3 separate regions of the Mus musculus genome follow, and all the other regions are linked to region 1. A link is a contact called in public promoter capture Hi-C data. All regions are on one chromosome and are shown on one strand. Each heading gives the region's core, a stretch centred on a gene start, on an enhancer-like site or on the middle of the called end of the contact. The rest is flanking DNA. Distances are from core to core; before and after follow the strand shown.

The links. Promoter capture Hi-C pulls out the DNA fragments that hold promoters and counts their contacts.
Region 2: a promoter capture Hi-C map of erythroid cells shows a contact between it and region 1, with 20 times the contacts expected there. The contact joins the promoter of Fcho1 here to the promoter of Mau2 in region 1. A contact is called at or near these places in 1 of 39 promoter capture datasets (erythroid cells) and 1 of 9 other capture datasets (pancreatic islet).
Region 3: a promoter capture Hi-C map of pre-B cells shows a contact between it and region 1, with 2.1 times the contacts expected there. The contact joins the promoter of Ushbp1 here to the promoter of Mau2 in region 1. A contact is called at or near these places in 1 of 39 promoter capture datasets (pre-B cells) and 1 of 9 other capture datasets (pancreatic islet).

What each region holds. Positions count from the first base shown.
Region 1 is chr8:70,041,070-70,044,347 of GRCm38.p6, reverse strand. Mau2 (MAU2 sister chromatid cohesion factor) reads left to right here and starts at 1,614. Exons shown (of 19, transcript NM_001376946.1): 1 at 1,614-1,956. The coding sequence starts at 1,663. Sugp1 (SURP and G patch domain containing 1) reads right to left here and starts at 1,561. Exons shown (of 14, transcript NM_027481.3): 1 at 1,268-1,561. The coding sequence starts at 1,301.
Region 2 is chr8:71,723,858-71,727,135 of GRCm38.p6, reverse strand. Fcho1 (FCH domain only 1) reads left to right here and starts at 1,455. Exons shown (of 28, transcript NM_028715.3): 1 at 1,455-1,503.
Region 3 is chr8:71,394,328-71,397,605 of GRCm38.p6, reverse strand. It overlaps Ushbp1 (USH1 protein network component harmonin binding protein 1), which reads left to right and starts at 1,805. Exons shown (of 13, transcript NM_181418.3): 1 at 1,805-1,892; 2 at 2,137-2,266; 3 at 2,435-2,556; 4 at 2,796-3,231. The coding sequence starts at 2,213. It overlaps Babam1 (BRISC and BRCA1 A complex member 1), which reads right to left and starts at 751. Exons shown (of 9, transcript NM_026636.2): 1 at 586-751.

The DNA of each region.
Region 1 (3,278 bases), core at 365-2,864:
CTCAGTTTGCACAGCCCTGGTTGACCTTGAATTCAGATGTCCACCTACCCCTCAGGAGTTGGGATTAAAAGCATTCCTATTGTCGCTCTGCCTAATTTTTTGGTACAGAGCAGCTCACAAAACCTTAAAGCCCGTTTCAGTGCGTGGCTGCCAATACACCCCAGGAATCCACCTGTGTCCAGTCCGAAGTCCTGTGCTTTCAGGCACACAACAGTACATCTGGCTTTTTTACATGAGTACTGAAGATGGGGAGCCAGGTCCTCACTCTTGGGCAACAAGCATTTTAACTACCACCATCTCGTCAGCCCTTAAATTCTAAATGTTGAAAGCAAAACTGACTCCCTAGACACTACCAGAGTTGACACCCCTAATTATTTCCATTTCATTCATAACAATCTCCAAGGAGACAATCCTAGTCCACTCTGAGGCCTATCCAGCCTCTGTGGTGAAACCTCTGCCTTCCTATAGACAGCATCTACTCATATGGAACATCTTGTACTCAAGAAAGACTTTTCATGGAGCCAGAGAGATGGCTCAGAGGTTAAGAGTGCTTGTCACTCTTCCAGAGAATCCAAGCAAACATCCAGGTGGCCTACTATAACTCCAGCTCCAGGTACTCACACACAAAGACATAAAGACAAATGGATTTTTAAAAACTGTTAAGCCTTCCCTGACCTTCAATATATTAGCAGCATCCAACCTCACGTCACGAGAACTAGTTCTTTGCAAAATTTGCTTCCAGGTGCACTGACACGCAAGCTTAGCACAGCGTTTGGCACCCAGCAAGTGTGGAAGCATATGGTGAATGGGCAAATGCATTTCATCCTAGGGGCACAGGGAGAGCTAAACCCGTAACCGTGGGAAACCGCCCTGGCTGACCCAGTGCAGTTCGGAAACGCACATTTCCCACAAGGCAGGACCCAAGCCAAAGGGGACCGGAGGGGCAGGAGGGATGTCCCAGGCTGTCCGCTGTGGATGCCACCGGCCCGAGAGCAGTTTATTGGGAAAGCCCATGCGGTTCCCACCCGGCGCCCAGGCCTTTGAGGGAGACCAGGAGCGCTCCTCAGCCACGGGCGGGGGTTGGGGGGCGAACCCGAGTCTGGGGTCTCGGCAGACCAGAGAAGGGCACACGCAACGTTACTGTAAGTTTCCCTGGGGCTGAGGCGAGAAGTCCGCGTGTCAGGTCCGTGACAGAAAGTAGGGTGAACAGGAGACGTGCAGTCGCGAGAACCCAGGCGGGCGGCGAAGGGAAGTCGGGGGATGTTACCTGCAACATCCCGGTTGTCCATCTTGAGACTCATCCAATCCCACAATGCTCCGGCGCCACCTGAGAAGAGGGAGGCTCTGTTATAGTGCGCTTGGTCTGATGGTAAATGTAGTCCTTCTCCGACAATCTCGTCCAACCCCCTTCTAGGACACCGGGCGTCTTCTCCACAGAAACGCCGGCGTCAGTTCACGAACGTGTATTACTCTCAGTTACGATGATGCAGAGGTATCATCCTCTCCTCAGAGTCTTCCTCAGTCGGAGCCACTTCGAACACACACCATAAGACCCAGAAGTCCTTGCGTAGCAGTTCTCGCGAGAATTGCGGGTCGCCAGGCCCCGCCCCTCAAGGTGCTTCCGCCTCTCTGTGGAGGCGGCTTGTTGTTGTGCGGGCCAAGATGGCGGCACAGGCGGCGGCTGCGGCGCAGGCGGCGGCTGCAGCTCAGGCTGCCGCCGCACAGGCCGCACAGGCCGAGGCAGCCGAGTCGTGGTATCTGGCTCTCCTGGGTTTCGCCGAGCACTTCCGAACATCTAGCCCGCCCAAGATCCGCTTGTGCGTTCATTGCCTGCAGGCCGTGTTCCCCTTCAAGCCGCCTCAGCGGATCGAGGCCCGGACGCACCTGCAGCTCGGCTCGGTGCTTTACCACCACACGAAGAACAGCGAGCAGGCGCGCAGCCACCTGGAGAAGGCGGTGAGTGTGCGGGCCAGGCGGGCGGGCCGCGGGTACCGGGGACTCGATCCTCTCCGCCTCGTCGGGCTTGGGACTTCCGAAGGCCTCGCCCTCACCTGCGGTGACAGACGCGGCTCCGCCACGCCCTCTCACCCGGGAACCGGGAAAGTTGTCCCTCTTCAGCTACTTGGTGCTTGCATCGGGGACCCTCCTAGTCGGGTGGCCGCGGGAACAGGACCCAGAGCGTCAGCCTAGAAGCACCTACCTAAGGAAGAGATGCGAGCTCCCTGACGTGTGAAAGCGAGGTCGCAGGAAATCTGAAAGTCCAGGACTTCTGACAGTCAGGTGTCTAGGTCTGGAGTCCCAGATCCTTGTGGCATGGATATTGGGGAAGGTGAGGCCTTCAGCCTCTTGTTGAACGTTGTTGCCTTGTGAGGACCTGAAGTGCAGAAAGTAGCTTCTAGAGTCACTTGCACCTCGGGGGTCTGGAGGTCAGTCTCACTGTTGGTGGCTTCTTCTCCCACCACGAAATGGTCCATCTTTGAAAGAGTCCCCACTCCGCCTCCAACTTGATTTGTGACGTCTTGGTGCTTCACAGAATTTCAAGAGGTAGCTGTCATTCAGCTTCTCAGTAAGACTTGTTTCTTCTCATGGCAACTGTGTCTCTTCCACACCTCCGCCTCTTTTTTGCCATTTTCCTATCTTTGTTTCCTTGACTATTCAGATGTTTAATGTTCTGACCTGCAGACAGTCTAGTAAATTGCCTTCAGGAGGGGATCAAAATTCTTGTTTCCCACACTGTGCATAGTTAGAGCTTCTAATCCTCACTGAACCAATAAACTTCCTTATTTCAAGAGTGAAACCGTATAGGCTTAGCTAAGTAAAGTGATTTAGCAAAGACCACACTGTGTGAAGTTTGGGTTTTTTGTTTGTTTTTGTGTTGGGGGGGGTTGTCGTGGTCTTACACGATGTAGCAAAGAATTGGTCTCAATTCCCAGCTGTCATCCTTCCTGGCCACCCAAGTACTGAGATTACAGGCATAGTTGCACATACCTGTGATGTACATGTTCAAGGGAGAGGCAAGAGGCTAGCCTCGGCTACACAGGAAGAATATCTCAAAGAAAGCAGGTCTGCTTAGATGACTTTGTGGGTAAAGGCTTTTGCAGCACAAGCCTGATAACTTGAGTTTGAGTGGAAGGTGAACACTCTCAAAAATTGCCTTCTGATCTCCAAATTTGCCTGCACTCATACATATCATACACAACAAATAATACCATTAATTTTAAAAAATTATAATCAAAAAGAGCTGGGTAGGGTGGCAGATGCCTTTAATCCTGGCACTC
Region 2 (3,278 bases), core at 206-2,705, 1.7 Mb before region 1:
GTCATGTCGAGAATGAGGGCTGCTATGGGGGTGCACACCCCTGAAAGGGCCTGGGAAGTCTTGAGTTCTAGACCAGCACCTGCCTAGAACCAGTCAATGACAGGTGACAGTGATCACAGGTCAAAACCTGTTCCATCCGACTCTGATGGCTTTGCTTCAGCCCCTGGAACCCACCCTACTCCAGCTCTGGACACAGCAATGGCATGCATGCACACATCCACACACATATGGGGAGGAGAGAGAGGGAGGAAGGAAGGGAGGGAGGGAGGGAGGGAGGGAGAGAGAGAGAGAGAGAGAGATGCTTTTCTTACCATTCTCAAATCCCAGAACCCAAAGGTGACTCGAGGGCTCTTGGGCCAACAAAAGGACATGTGAAAAATGTGAACAGCATGGAGAATGGAGAGCGGGCTATCTTACCAATTGTGGCAGATGGTCACCAGTCAGCTGGGTGTGGGGCCTATCTAAATGTTTAATCTTTATTGTTTGAATTGATGCATAAATTGATTAATTGATTCATTGGTAGTGTGCACATGCCACAGGTTAGAGGATACTTTTCAGGACTCTCTCAAAAAATCCAGGCTTTGCTACAAGCATCTTTGCCCACTGAGCCATCTCACCGGCCCTGAAGCTAGTATTTAGCTATGTATGGTTGCCATCAGAACCCGGCATCATTTGGGGCAGAGCTGCAGTAGATGGTTCAAGTAAGAAGTGGGGCAGCCTCAGTCTGGGATGGACCTGGATTTGATTCCCACCACAGGAAAATGCCCAAACTGAGGTGTCTGGGGTCCAAGGCTGCAGGGGCATGTACTGGAGATGAAGGGCACTTAGCTTTCTGGTTGTGCCCAGGCCAGTGGTCCCACTTCCTTGGAGGTGCTTCTGGGGCAGGGAGAGAGATGGCTCAGTAGTCCTGAGGATCATCATGCTGCCATGTGACCCTGAACAAGAAACGGAGCCCAGGCCGGGGAGTTAAGTCTCTCGAAGTTGTCATATGGGAGTGGAGTGGACATGTGGCTCTTGCTTAATGCTGGGGCAGCCTGGCTTCATCACCAGCACACAGCCTGAATAAATAAATGGCATGTCACATGAATGGATAGACCAGAGTTGCTATATGACCTCCAAAGCAACTCCTAGCCATGTTCCTTGATTCCTTTGTTTGTAAAATGAGGCTCAATATTAAATGTCACCTAATTCACAGCCTCGGAGGGGTTCTCCAAAGAGCCATGTATGCAGTAGGTACTTAATAAAAGCTATCCCCTCTTTCCCTCCCAGTCTCCCGAGAGACTTGACAGGTGCAGAGATCAAGGAGCTTCTCCTGTCACTTTAAAATATGCAAATAGCCTGCGGATGAATTTCCAGGCTCAGCCAACCAGTGCAGGGTTTATGAAGCACCGCGGGGCGGAGCTCCTCCTGACCACACCCATGGCGGGGCCAGCAGCGCGCTCCGCAGCGCGCGGGGAGGGCGGGGCGCGGGTCTGGAGCGCGCAGGTAGCGCCGCGAGAGGCGGTGAGTGTCCCCGGCGCGGGGCTCCGGTGCGGGGTGCGGGGTGCAGGACGCGGGGGCGGGGTGCGGGGCGGGGACGCAGCCTCCATCCTGACCCGGCCCGAGCGCAGGTGCCGTCTGCAGAAGGCGGGGCGCCACTCTATGGCATCTCTCAATCCTGGGCTGGGAGGCTGAGACCCCCCCCAGGACCCCCAATCCCTCTTCCGGGTCTCTAGCCTGGCCCTAAGCTGGGGGCCGCCTCCCTCGCTGCCCCTCTTCCTCGCCTGGGAACGAGGGTCTCCTCCTTTCCTTTGCACCCGCTCTAGGGTTGGTAGGCTGGTGGGGGTTCTGTAGGGCGAGTGTGGTGGAATTGCGGGGTATCTGGAGTATGGAGCGCGGGATCCCCTCCCGGGGGAACGGGGCCTGGAGAGGCCTGGAGCCTGCACCAGGGACTCCCGCGCCCTGTTAGGGGGGCAGCCGGCATCTGCTCCAAGGGACAGAATTAGTCTAGGTGAATGAGGATGGGGTGCAGAGAAGGTCGGGGATGGCCGCCCCTCCACTTGCCCTCAGCGTCGCAGGACCTGCTTCATGGTGACCTTGGGCAGGTGACAGCACCTCCCTGATCCTTAGTCTCCTCCTCAGAATATAGAGGTTGAGGAAGCCAGACTATCTGTCTCAAATTCCCAACACCTGTGCCCCATTTTCTCCAGATGGGGACCACAATCTTTAGTCAAATGTTAGGGCACTCTGGTTTTGGCACTTTAAAAGGGGTTGAGCCTGGTGTGGTCATTACAATCCTCTGGTGGCTGAGGCTGGAAGATCTGCAGCTTGAGGCCAGCCTGGGCTACATTCACAGACTCTGCCTCATTAAAAAAGCATAAACAAAACAAACCATGATTTTGATTGATGGATACAGTCTAGCCTGGGGCGGAGCAGCGAGACCTAAGGCCAGCAGAGGACAGTTTCTATCTGACCATAAGATGGACGGGCCTCCAATCAAGACCCAGACTTTGTCACTGTGGTCCCACCCATGTGGCTGCCCAGGTCACACCCTGACCCACATACCATCACCTACAATAGGGTTCCTAGGCTGGTTCCTGGGCGGGGTCCCAAGTGGAAGGTCAGGTCTTAGTCCCTGCCTCTTGCAGGATAGTAGGGTGAGTCCCAGGCAGGAAGCCTGACACCCCCAAATTTGTGTGCCCAGACTGGACTTAAACTGAGCCTTCTGTGAAGTGGACTGAAAGTCTGTAGGAAGATCAGAGGTGGTTGTGGGAGTGACAGCGCGCCGTAAACACCCACTCCTATGATAGTAATTATGATATTGCATTCATTAAATGGGGTCACAGCCAAGGAGGCAGTGAGATGTCTTTGAAGGGTGTGACCAGTGTCACTAGCACCCCAAGGACTTGGGTACACAGTGGTGCTCAAAGTATGTGTGACAAATGAAATGACTCAGTGGAAGGCTTGCACAGTGGCCTCAGTTTCCCTGTAGATTTCTGGCTGGTGTGGGAGGGGAGGCAGTGAGGGTCACACTAGGGATCAATGGCTGTGGGCACAGCCAGCCTGTATCCAACCCCCAGAGTGCAGCTCTGGTCTAGTCTTGCCTGGCTCAGTTCCCTGGTGCTGTTCACCCACCTAAGCCTCAGGTTTTGGGGACTCGGTGTCAGGAGATGGGGTGCTTGCTCTGTGCCTCTGAGCAGTGTCTGTCCCTGGACCTTATTCTAGTATTGTAGAGCCCAGAAAGCCCCAGGTTACATTAGGTAAACTGTCTTAGGCTAAAACATTTTCAGAGGCCTCTA
Region 3 (3,278 bases), core at 556-3,055, 1.4 Mb before region 1:
CTGAGGGCTACAGAATGCTACCATAAGACAGTGTGTCCAGAAACCACCCTCAGGTGAAGTAAGTTTTTTCGTTTTCTTTTTTGTTTGTGACAGCTCCATGTGGCCCAGGCTGCACTCTAACTCTAAAACTATACGGCTTATAATGGCCGGGTACTTCTGTATTCACCTTCCAAGTGCCGGAGTACACCGCCGCACATAGTTTAGGTGGTGCTAGGGACGGATACCCAGGGCCTCATGCAAGCTAGGCAAACTCTTTACCAACTGAGCCACAAGCACTGTTCCAACTGAACTGCTGTTCATCCTTAGCTTTCCGCTGTTTACACAGGACGAACACCCCAGTTGCCTGGTCACTGGGTATTCGACCCATTAAGGCCTCCAGTGGCTCCCACACCTGGGAGACTTGGTTTGTGGAGCCGAAAAGATACAGTTGAAGTTTCCCAAAACTACTTTTCCCCTGAGGCGGCGCCGGTCCGGTCCCTAGGGAAACACAGGAAGCCCAAGTGACCCTGCGATGGATGCGCGGTTTTAGGGGTGGCATCTCGGGACCTCGAATCCCCCACCCCTAAGTCCTCAAGAAGAACGAACCTGGAGCTACAGCAATCCGGGTCGAAGTTAGACCACGGCGACACAAAGCTCACGCGCGTTCACAGTGCCGCAGGTTCCACTCTGTAGCCTGGGCACCGCGGCCAGTCAATCAGGACTCTAGGAAGCCGCCATCTTCCTGGCCGGAAGTTTGTGCGGCGCTGCCGAGACACCTTCTGGGAAATGTAGTTCAGTGGCCCTCGGGACATGGAAGCTGATAGGCTGAGGCGTTCTGGGGGTGTGGCTTGGAGTGGCTGGAATGGGGCTGAAGATGGGTAATACTGGGAGTGGGTGTGATCTGTGGTGGATAGAAGCAAAATTGGGCGTAATTTGTAGTTCCGGTTTAATCACGCTATGGTTCTCAAGGCTTCTGCTGAAATAGGACAGAAGCCTGAGCTGGGCGGGGCCGTTTGATGATTGACGGGGTAGGACTTGGCTTGGACTTGCCAAAGGCCTTCTCAGTTACTTATGTAACTTAGGTTGGCATTCATTCACTAGTACCTTGATGAGGACTGGTGGTGCACACCTGTCATCCCAACACTCCAGAGACCCGGAGACGAAGATCGGGCGTTTAGACCAGGCTGGGCTAAATGAGACGCTGTATAAAAACTAAAATGTAAAGAAAAAGTAAAGAAGGCAGCAGACACACTGTGGACAAGCTTATTGTTGCCAGTGCCTCCAACCGCCTGATGCAGCAGTTCAGACTCATTGAAGAGAAACGTTGTGGGCTACTGAGCAGGTGCAGGCTCTTGCCACCAATCCTGAGGGGCCTGAGTTCGATCTCGGAGACAAGTAGGACCACCACAGACAAAGATGAGTAAAGCAAAGTAATGAAAAATAAAAGCTGTGCAAATGCTGAAGCCAACTCCTACAGTTTTGGTTTTTTTTTGGTTTTAGAAACACACACACACACACACACACACACACACACACACACACACACACACAAAGACCTTCACATTAGAGCGAGTCCTGGTGAACAGGGGACACAAAAAATCCAAAATGAAAATGGAAGGTTTGGCCTCGGGTAAGGGGATACTGATATCTTTAGAGCGGGACAAAGGTCCTGGTCCTCCATCCTCCTCCCGTTCTGGAGGAAGCCGGCATCCTGGAGAAGGAAACGAAACAATAACTGTCCATGTGATCAGGGTAGGGGGGCTTCCTGTTTCCCAGCCCCTCCCGGGCCACTTTTGGCTATCGCAGCCTCAGTAGCCAGTGGCCAGAATGGCTTGAGATATGCCCTGGATCTCAGGCCTTTCCCAAGGTGCTCTGGAGAAGCAGAGAAGAGCGCAGCAGGGTCAACCCCCAGGGTGAGGGAGTTTGATGCTAAGAGCCGTAGGAAGAAAGAGGATTTTAGGGTCCCTACCCAATGCTTCTATGGGGGGTGGGGCACAGATAAGAGAAACGCCTTCAGACAGCTGAGGGGAGAAGAATGCCCAGTAGAGATGGGGGATGGGGGAGTAAGGAACAAGTAGATAGTTAGTGGGCACTATTGGAGAGGTATATGAATATTTAAATGTGTCAATCGGAGTAGACACCCCAAAAATCCTACAGGAAACAAAAAAACAAAAAACAAGGATTCTAAGGTGACGAAGGCAAGAACTGAAAGCAGACTGTAGTGACAGAGGCAATGAGTGCCCGGGCCACACGGCCCCGAAGCCGTCGAGGGAGGCATCCTCTGCCTGTAAGTGTGCCCCTCTTCCTGCCACACTCAGTCCCATGGATCCTGGGAACCCAGGCCTGCTAGGCTCAGAGCCCGTGGTGGTGTAGGGGAGTCCTCCACAGGTGGAGCTGGATATGATGGCCAAGAGACTGTGTGTGTGTGTTGGGGGGAAACGGGGTTCATTCACAGGGGGAGCTAGACCCTGTAGCTGAGAGCTCAGAGGAAGTAGATGCCAACAATGGACGCTTCGAGACTAAACCTGAGCTGCATCAGGAATACCTTGGTCCTGGCCTTCAGAGCCCAAGGAACTGGTAGGATGCATTTAGTATGTACCCTATATTCTAGCCCAACACCCCAACACCCCCCCTGCACAAAGCTGCCTCCTGCCACTCACCTGCCCATTGCCTCTGCTGCCTGCCTCTCTCCTCTTCCTGTTTATCCTCCAGCCATGCCGCTCATTCCCTACTCTACCTTCCTAGCGACCCTAGGGTTAGCCCTCCAGGTCTCTTCTGAGCCTCAGGTGGCTGGGGTTCCCCCACTATCTTCACAGGATCAAGGAGGGTTGTGATGTGGGATCCCATGCGGTTCTATCCTTGAGCCCAGAAGAACAGTGCGAGCCTGAGGTGGAAGCCCACCAGGTCCTGCAAGAAGCCCCCCTGGATAGTGGCCCTGCTGAGATATCAGTACCCAGTGTGTATGAGACCTTGCAGTGCAGGCTGAGCTCCCTTGAGGCAGTTGTAGCTGCCTTGCGCCACCACTCGCTAAGCTTTCCAAAGTCAGTGGAAGCAGAAGACAGAGACCAGGGGGCTCCGGGGCCCTTTGGTGATGAGAAAGAAGACGCAGGACCTGGACAGCAGGAGGCTGCTCGCCTCATAGAGAGGAACGCCTGGCTGCGGCTAGCCCTGTGCAACCGGGAGGATGAGCTGGCATGCACTCAGGCTTCACTGCAGGACGCCCAGGCAGAGAAGGAGACTCTGCAGAGACAGGTAAGCTGGTGACTGGGGAAGAGGCAGATCCAGCCTTGGGAGCAGAC